Linked DNA regions of Cricetulus griseus: region 2 is linked to region 1. A link is a contact called in public Micro-C data. All regions are on one chromosome and are shown on one strand. Each heading gives the region's core, a stretch centred on a gene start, on an enhancer-like site or on the middle of the called end of the contact. The rest is flanking DNA. Distances are from core to core; before and after follow the strand shown.

Region 1 (3,813 bases), core at 341-2,840:
CTGTGATCTGTCTGCTTGGGATCAAAGGTATGTGCCACCACGCCCAGCACTGCTGCCTTCTTGAGTTGGATATAGCAGTTGGTTGCTGATAAAAGATAAAACTGAAGCTTTTGAGCCGGGTGGTGGTGGCACACTTGGGGGGCAGAGGCAGGTGGATCTCTGTGAGCTCCAGGACAGCCAAGACTGTCACACAGAGAAACCCTGTCTCAAAACAACAAGGAAAACCTTGAAGCTTTTATGAATCACTGAGAAATACTCTTTTTACCATGATCAGTGAGTGGAATTTTTGTTTTTGGTTTTTTTTTTTTTTTAAGCTTCTGCACAATGATAGATGCCTTCAGAACCATTTTTTTCTCTCTTGTGGCTTTTGTTTTTGGAAGGTGGTCACTTGACCAGCTGCCTCCTGCCTGTACTTTGGGTCCAGTGCGTTGCTGCACATTCAACTCAGCTGAGATCTTATGAAAGGTTGAAAGGTTTCTGGATGGTTGGGTGCTAAGTGTGCACTGACGCCTTTATAATGTAATGTAAATGCTCTCTCTCTCTCTCTCTCCCTCTCCCTCCCTCCCTCCCTCCCTCCCTCTCTCTCTCTCTCTCTCTCCCCCTCCCTCTCTCTGTGTGTGTGTGTGTGTGTGTGTGTGTGTGTGTGTGTGTGTGTGTGTGTGTGTGTGTGTGTGTGTGTGTGTGTGTGTGTGTGTGTGTAGTCCTGGCTGTCCTGGAACTCACTTTGTAGACCAGGCTGGCCTTGAAAGAACTCTAGCCTCTGCCCTCCACAACCTCCTGCTAGGATTAAAGGTGTACGCCACCACTCCTGCCATGTGCCTGGTTTCTGTCATTTCTGAAGATCAGCGGTGTTTCTGTTTCATAGGAAAGAAAACCAAAAGTAGAGAAAATAAAGTTTCTTGTTTAAGCTGCAAAACTAGGGTTCAGCCATGGTGTTTTTCTTCTGAAGTCCCTGGGCTCTGAGGAAAGCATCAGAAGCCTCCAGCCCAGACAGGCTGTATGTGTGAAGTGGTGAAAGTTTCCCTACTGGACACAGGCACCAGAAACTCCAGCCACCACTGTGCTCCCTGGAGCCCCCACCTTGCTTATGACTGTGTTCTTATCTCACAGGAGCAATGAAGTCTGGGTCCTTGACCTGGAGCAGTGGGCGTGGTCCAAGCCGAACATCTCTGGCCCCAGTCCTCACCCCCGAGGTGGCCAGTCTCAGGTGCTAAAGAGTTTAACTATTGAGCAAGCACTGTAATATCTTTATGAGAGTGAGGTGAGGTGCCCTGTGCAACAAGCCAAAGAGAGTTTCTTTCGGTTTTTGTTGTTTTGGGGTTTTTTGTTTTGTTTTGTTTTGGTGCTGCTTGTTCTCAGCTTCTATTGCTGTATTGCTTATAGTGGCCTTAGTGGGGTTTTATTTCTTAAGTGAATTCTTCATTTTCTGTGGTTAGCACTCTTGTGTTCATATTTTTTCAAGTTAGAATATACTGTTCAAGAGTCGTCCGTTTAAAGGGCTAGAACTGATGTGGGTTGGGTAGAGTGGGCAGCTGGAGCACTCACTTGGGAGCTGAGCATGCCACTTGTGTGTGTCACTGAATCATGAGTCAGATGCCTGTGTCTTTGTAGGTTTATTTAAATTTCTTCATCTTCCCAGATTGTTATAGATGATGCAACTATCCTAATCCTTGGCGGTTGTGGTGGTCCCAATGCTGTGAGTATTGCAGTGACAATCTGCCTCGACTGCTAAGTTCTGGAACATGCTTGCCCTGCTTGTTTAGTAAGACAGAGTCTTCTTTGGACTTGCTCACTCAGAGGACACCCATATGCTTTGAGTAGATAGCTTTTGTATTGTCTGCCCCTTTCTCTGTTCTTTTTCGGGGAGGGGGAAGTGGAGTGAGAGGTACTTTTAATCAGAAACATTGGTCTCTTAAACATTCATCCCTCCATTCTTTCTAGCTCTGTTTCCTCTTTAAGCTAAAAGGTTTGCCAGTAAAGCGGCCAGTGGGGTAGAAACAAGTGGATAACAGAAGTCCACATGGAATTTACTTAAGAATGTAGACTGAGAAAGTTAATGTATATGTCATCTCTCTCTCTCTCTCTCTCTCTCTCTCTCTCTCTCTCTCTCTCTCACACACACACACACACACACACACACACACACACACACACACACACACCAGCTACAGTTGGCTACAGTTGGTGTGTGGTCACAAGAACAGTTCTGTGTGCCAGGATAGTCAGTGGCCATGTATGAGAGAATTGAGGCAGGAGGCAGACAAAGCTGCTTGTGAACAGCGGCGGACTTAGATGTTCTCTCATTGGTCCTTCTCCTGCAGCTGTTCAAAGACGCCTGGCTGCTACATATGCACCCAGGTCCCTGGGCCTGGCAGCCACTCAAGGTAGAAAACGAAGACCACGGTGCCCCAGAACTGTGGTGCCATCCAGCCTGCCGGGTAAGTGGGGAATAAGCAGCCAGCAGGAAATGCCCTAACCTGGAAAAAGGAATTAACTTGTTAAGCTTACAGAAGTAGAAAACAGTTTGGTGTCATGTGCTCTTTTAGTATTTCCCACGTGCATGAGCTGCTTGGTAGGAGGACATAGGTGTACATTGTTTTACTTGTAGCCTTAAAGATCCATTTGTCTAAAGAATGTTACCCAAGTCCTTCCAGCAGATGCCACTGTTCTGCACTCATTCTTGTCAGTACCACTGTTCATTCTGTCTCCACAGCCCAGGCCTGCAAAGCCCTGGCCTTTCCAGTGCTAGCTTGATAGGCAAGGCTATGAGCACAAGTCCTTTGTCTTCCAGGTGGGACAGTGTGTGGTGGTCTTCAGCCAGGCTCCTAGTGGGCGAGCGCCACTCAGCCCCAGTTTGAACTCTCGCCCATCACCTATCAGTGCCACTCCTCCAGCCCTGGTTCCTGAGACCCGAGAATACCGATCCCAGTCTCCTGTGAGGAGTATGGATGAAGCTCCTTGTGTTAATGGCCGCTGGGGAACACTGAGGCCCAGGGCTCAAAGGCAGACTCCCTCAGGTTCCCGAGAAGGGAGCCTCTCCCCAGCCAGAGGAGATGGCTCTCCTATCCTCAATGGTGGAACCTTGTCTCCAGGGACAGCAGCTGTTGGGGGTGCTTCCTTGGACAGCCCTGTGCAGGTGGTATCTCCAAGCACCCCATCTGCCTCCGAAGGATATGACCTAAAAATGGGACTTTCCCTAGCTCCCCGCAGAGGCTCTCTCCCAGATCAGAAGGACCTGAGGCTAAGCTCCATTGACCTGAATTGGGACCTGAAGTCTGCTTCCAATAGCAGTCATGTGGATGGTACAGACAACAGGACAGTTGCAGGGAGTGTGAGACACCCTCCAGAACAGACCAATGGTGTTCATACACCACCACATGTGGCCAGTGCCCTTGCAGGGGCTGTATCCCCCAGTGCCCTGCGTCGGAGTTTGGAAGCCATCAAAGCGATGTCATCCAAAGGCCCCTCAGCCTCGGCCACGCTAAGTCCTCCTCTTGGGTCTTCTCCAAGCTCTCCAGGGAATCAGAACCTGAGCAGTGGAGAAACTGTACCCATCCCCCGCCCAGGACCAGCCCAAGGAGATGGTCATTCCTTACCCCCAATTGCTCGCCGCCTGGGCCACCACCCTCCACAGTCCCTCAATGTTGGCAAACCCCTGTACCAGAGTATGAACTGCAAGCCCATGCAGATGTATGTGCTGGACATTAAAGACACCAAGGAGAAAGGCCGAGTCAAATGGAAAGTATTTACTAGCAGTTCTGTGGTCGGGCCTCCTGAAACCAGCCTGCACACAGTGGTACAGGGCCGAGGAGA
Region 2 (3,813 bases), core at 350-2,849, 66 kb before region 1:
ATGCTTCTACCGGAAATAGTGCATTTTCTGGCAGAAGTCACTATTGTGCACACTTCCTAACACATAGCACACACTCGAAAATATTTGTGGAATGAATAAATACCCAAATGACACCTGTTGCTCTCTATACAAATCTTTAACTTGCTGGGTGCGGTGGCACACACCTTTAACCCCAGCACTCGGGAGACAGAAGCAGGCAGATCTCTGTGAGTTCAAGGATAACCTGGTCTACATAGTGAGTTCCAGGACAGCCAGCGCTACACAGAGACCTTGCCTCAAAACAAAACAAGAAAACGAAACAAACACCTTGATTTAAGCTGGAAGGTATCTTAAAAACTACTAACTAAGCTCTTAACCAAGCACACCTTCAAATGCTCGATTATGTTAAATGGGAAAACATCTCCAATCTTTCGAGAAATGCTGAACCAGCGGAAAAAAACGTCGAAGCCAAGTTTCAACATTCCTGTGAAGATACACCCACTGCTGCACTGATCCGAAGCGCCAGGGGCGGACAGACCCGGCTTCTCTTCTCCCCTGGCCTAAGTGACTCCTCACACATCAGCTTTTGAACCCAACACCGCACAGGCACGGACACATGGTCACCAAAGACACATGGAGGATTGCCGTCGAACCCAACTTTCTAAAATTACTATATTAATCAAGAACCTAGCAGAAGAGTCTCTACTTGAGATCATTTTGTTGTTGTTCCTGTAACTTTTGGAGGCAATCAAATACTCCCAAATCATTCCGATCGGTAATCCCCCCTTCTCCTCGCAGGCTTGGGGGCTATCTTACAAATCACACCCTTCTTCCCTTCCCTCCCCCGGGACCAACATACTCCGAGATCCTCCCCCAATGCGCAGATCATTGGGTGGGTCTCGGGAAAGAGCGGATGCTTGCTGAGTTTAGGGGAGCTCTGCTGAGATCCCCAGGAAACCCAACTGCCTCAGGCTCAAGGAGTAAAACTGGAAGAAAGAAAAAGGAAAATAAAGAAGAAAAAACCAGGCTCGCCCACCGAGGCGGAAGGCGCACAGCGGCGGGGGATTTCGGCTCAGCGCCCAGTGGGTCCCAGAGGACACATGGTTGCTTGCTCCCCGCTATCTGGGGGCCTCCTCCGGCTCTTCCTCCCGAGCCAGGCACGCCGCCCGAGCCCCTCCTTCATCAGACAGAGCACAGGAACTTTAAAATGGTCCCTGGGGCGCGAGGACTAGAGAGAGTGGCCCGGGGTAGAGGGTGGGGCGGCCTGAACGACGCGCACACCGCGGGGCAGACAGACACCCGGCAAAGGCGGAGGGAGAAATGGAACGCGGCCCCTTTAAGAGGCCTTCACGGCGCTCCGGGACCGGGAGCCTCTCTTCTACCTCCGGCCCGGTGTGTGGGACCCTTCCTAGGGGAAAACTATCCCCAGACCCGCTCCCCGGAGGCTTCCCTCACGCCAGGTCCGCCCGGCCCTGCCACGGGGCGGCAGCTCCTCCTTACCCCGCTGTCTGCCGCCTCCTCCCAGCTCTCAGCGACCTCCTCATCTTCCATCTTACTCGCCGCTTTCCCTCCTCCCCCAACCCCTCCCCGCGCCTGCGCCTTGAAGCGCGCCTCGGTCGCGGGCGGAGGCACGCAGGGCTTTCCTCAATGGACCACGCCCCCTCTCCCAGCCCGGAAGGGGCTCCCCGCCAAGCCATGAGCGAACCTGGTCCGCCATCATGGAAGAGGGCAGCGAAGGGCGAGGACGCCCATCTTTGTTGAGGTCACGGCTTTTCCCTCGTTTACGGGAAGAGTTCGAGAACTGTGTCCTTTGGAACCATCTTCTCTAAGATGAGGCAATCATTGAAAAAGCTTTTTTTTCCTCCAAAATTTGAATCTCAAAGGAAAAAAGTGAGCCTAAGTTTTTCTTTTTCGCCGGGCGTTGGTGGCGCACGCCTTTAATCCCAGCACTCGGGAGGCAGAGGCAGGCCGATCTCTGTGAGTTCGAGGCCAGCCTGGTCTCCAGAGAGAGTGCCAGGACAGGCTCCAAAGCCACAGAGGAATCCTGTCTCTAAAAACAAAACAAAAAAACAACAAAAAAAAGGTTTTCTTTTTCTTCTTATTTGAGCCTACGTTTTTCTAAGTTACAGGGTATAAAACGTGGTTGTGTGTTTTGTTCTACAACCTTCTGAAAACACTTATACACAAAACATGGTGTTAGCCGGGCGGTGGTGGTACATGTCTTTAATTAATCCTAGCACTTAGGAGACATAGACAACAGAACTCTCCGAGTTTGAGGCCAGCCTGGTCTCAGGACAGCCAGGACTACACAGAGAAACCTTGTCTTGAAAATCCAAAATAGGCCGGGCGTTGGTGGCGCACGCCTTTTAATCCCAGCACTCGGGAGGCAGAGTCAGGTGGATCTCTGTGAGTTTGAGGCCAGCCTGGTCTCCAGAGTGAGTGCCAGGATACGCTCCAAAGCTACACAGAGAAACGAAACCCTGTCTCGAAAAAAAAAAAAAAAAAGAAAGAAAGAAAAAAGAAAAAGGAAATCCAAATTAAACAAATACATAAATAAAGCATTGTATTGTGTCTGAATAATCACGGCAGACCTGGCCGCGCCCCTTGGGATCCTGTCTGTGTGTCTGCACATGGCAAGCAGCCCTGGCTCTGAATGCAGGTGCAGAGGTCTCTTTAAGAGGTAAACCCTGGCAGGGTGGTGGTGGCGCACACTTTTAGTCCCAGTACTCAGGAGGCAGAGGCAGGCAGATTTCTGTGAGTTCGAGATCAGCCTGCTCTACAAGAGCTAGTTCCAGGACAGCCTCCAAAGCTATAGAGAAACCCTGTCTCGAAAAACCAAAACAAAAATCAAAGAGGCAAACCCCACCCACTTTTTCTCTTCTCTCTTTTCTGCCTTTTCTCTGAGGAGGCAGCTGTCTGTCTTGCTGTCTCTTTCTCTCTCTTATCTCTTCCCTTCCCTTATTCCCTTCTCTTCACCCAATAAACTTTCCACAGAAGTTCTGTCCATAGGTCTGTCTGTCTCCGCTAAAGGTCTGATCTCTCACCAAATTATTACAGTCTCTATTTGATAGGGTGAAATTTTTGCAATATGTTTTTACTCATAAAACAGCATTCTAGGGCTGGAGAGATGGCTCAGCAGTTAAGAACACTGACTGTTCTTCCAGAGGACCCAGGTTCATTTCCCAGCACCCACATGGCAGCTCATAACTGTGTCTGTAATTCCAAGATCTGACACCCTCACACAGACATGCAAGCAGGCAAAACACCAGTGAACATAAAATAAAAATAAATTATTTAAGAAACAAAACCAAGCCGGGCGTTGGTGGCGCACACCTTTAGTCCCAGCACATGGGAGGCAGAGGCAGGCAGATCTCAGTGGTTAAGAGTTGGCTGCTCTTCCAAGGACCCAGGTCCAATACCCAGCACCAACACGGCAACTCACAACTGTCTGTAACTCCAGATCCAGGGCATCTGGTACCCTCACACAGATTTACATACATGCAGGCAAAATATTAATGCACATTAAATAGAAAACATTTTTAAAAGTGGGCTCCTATCAATACCTGGAGTTTGAACAAGTCCTGTGGTCTTATGAAACTTACATTAAGTTTCTGTGCCTCAGTTTCCATAAGCATAGAAAAATAGAATTAATCATAGCTACTTCAAAGCTATATCAAGTCACTGTGCTAAGTACTGAGGACATAGCTCAGTGATAGAGCACTTATCTAACATGCTTGAAGCCTAGTTTGTTTATTTGTTTGGCTTGTTTTTTTGTTTTTGTTTTTTGTTTTTGAGACAGGGTTTTCTATGTAGCTAGTACTCAATCTGTAGACC

The links. Hi-C and Micro-C count contacts between places; a contact is called where the count stands out from the background.
Region 2: a contact with region 1 is called in a Micro-C map of the CHO-K1 cell line, with 4 times the contacts expected there. The contact joins the promoter of Szrd1 here to the enhancer-like site in region 1. A contact is called at or near these places in 6 of 8 Hi-C or Micro-C datasets (the CHL-YN cell line, the CHO-K1 cell line, the CHO-S cell line and 2 more).

Annotation. Positions count from the first base shown.
Region 1 is chr2:12,043,213-12,047,025 of CriGri-PICRH-1.0, reverse strand. It overlaps Fbxo42 (F-box only protein 42), which reads left to right. Exons shown (of 10, transcript XM_027399907.2): 7 at 1,111-1,207; 8 at 1,640-1,696; 9 at 2,322-2,438; 10 at 2,792-3,813. Among named protein-coding and RNA genes, the nearest start is that of Cplane2, 14 kb to the right of the region's middle. Within about 2 kb of position 1,590, at least 2 of the 6 cell types and tissues checked have open chromatin away from gene starts, as enhancers often do. A contact at or near this core is called in the CHO-K1 cell line and fibroblasts, where this site is marked.
Region 2 is chr2:12,108,794-12,112,606 of CriGri-PICRH-1.0, reverse strand. It overlaps Szrd1 (SUZ domain-containing protein 1), which reads right to left and starts at 1,599. Exons shown (of 4, transcript XM_027399906.2): 1 at 1,480-1,599. The coding sequence starts at 1,530.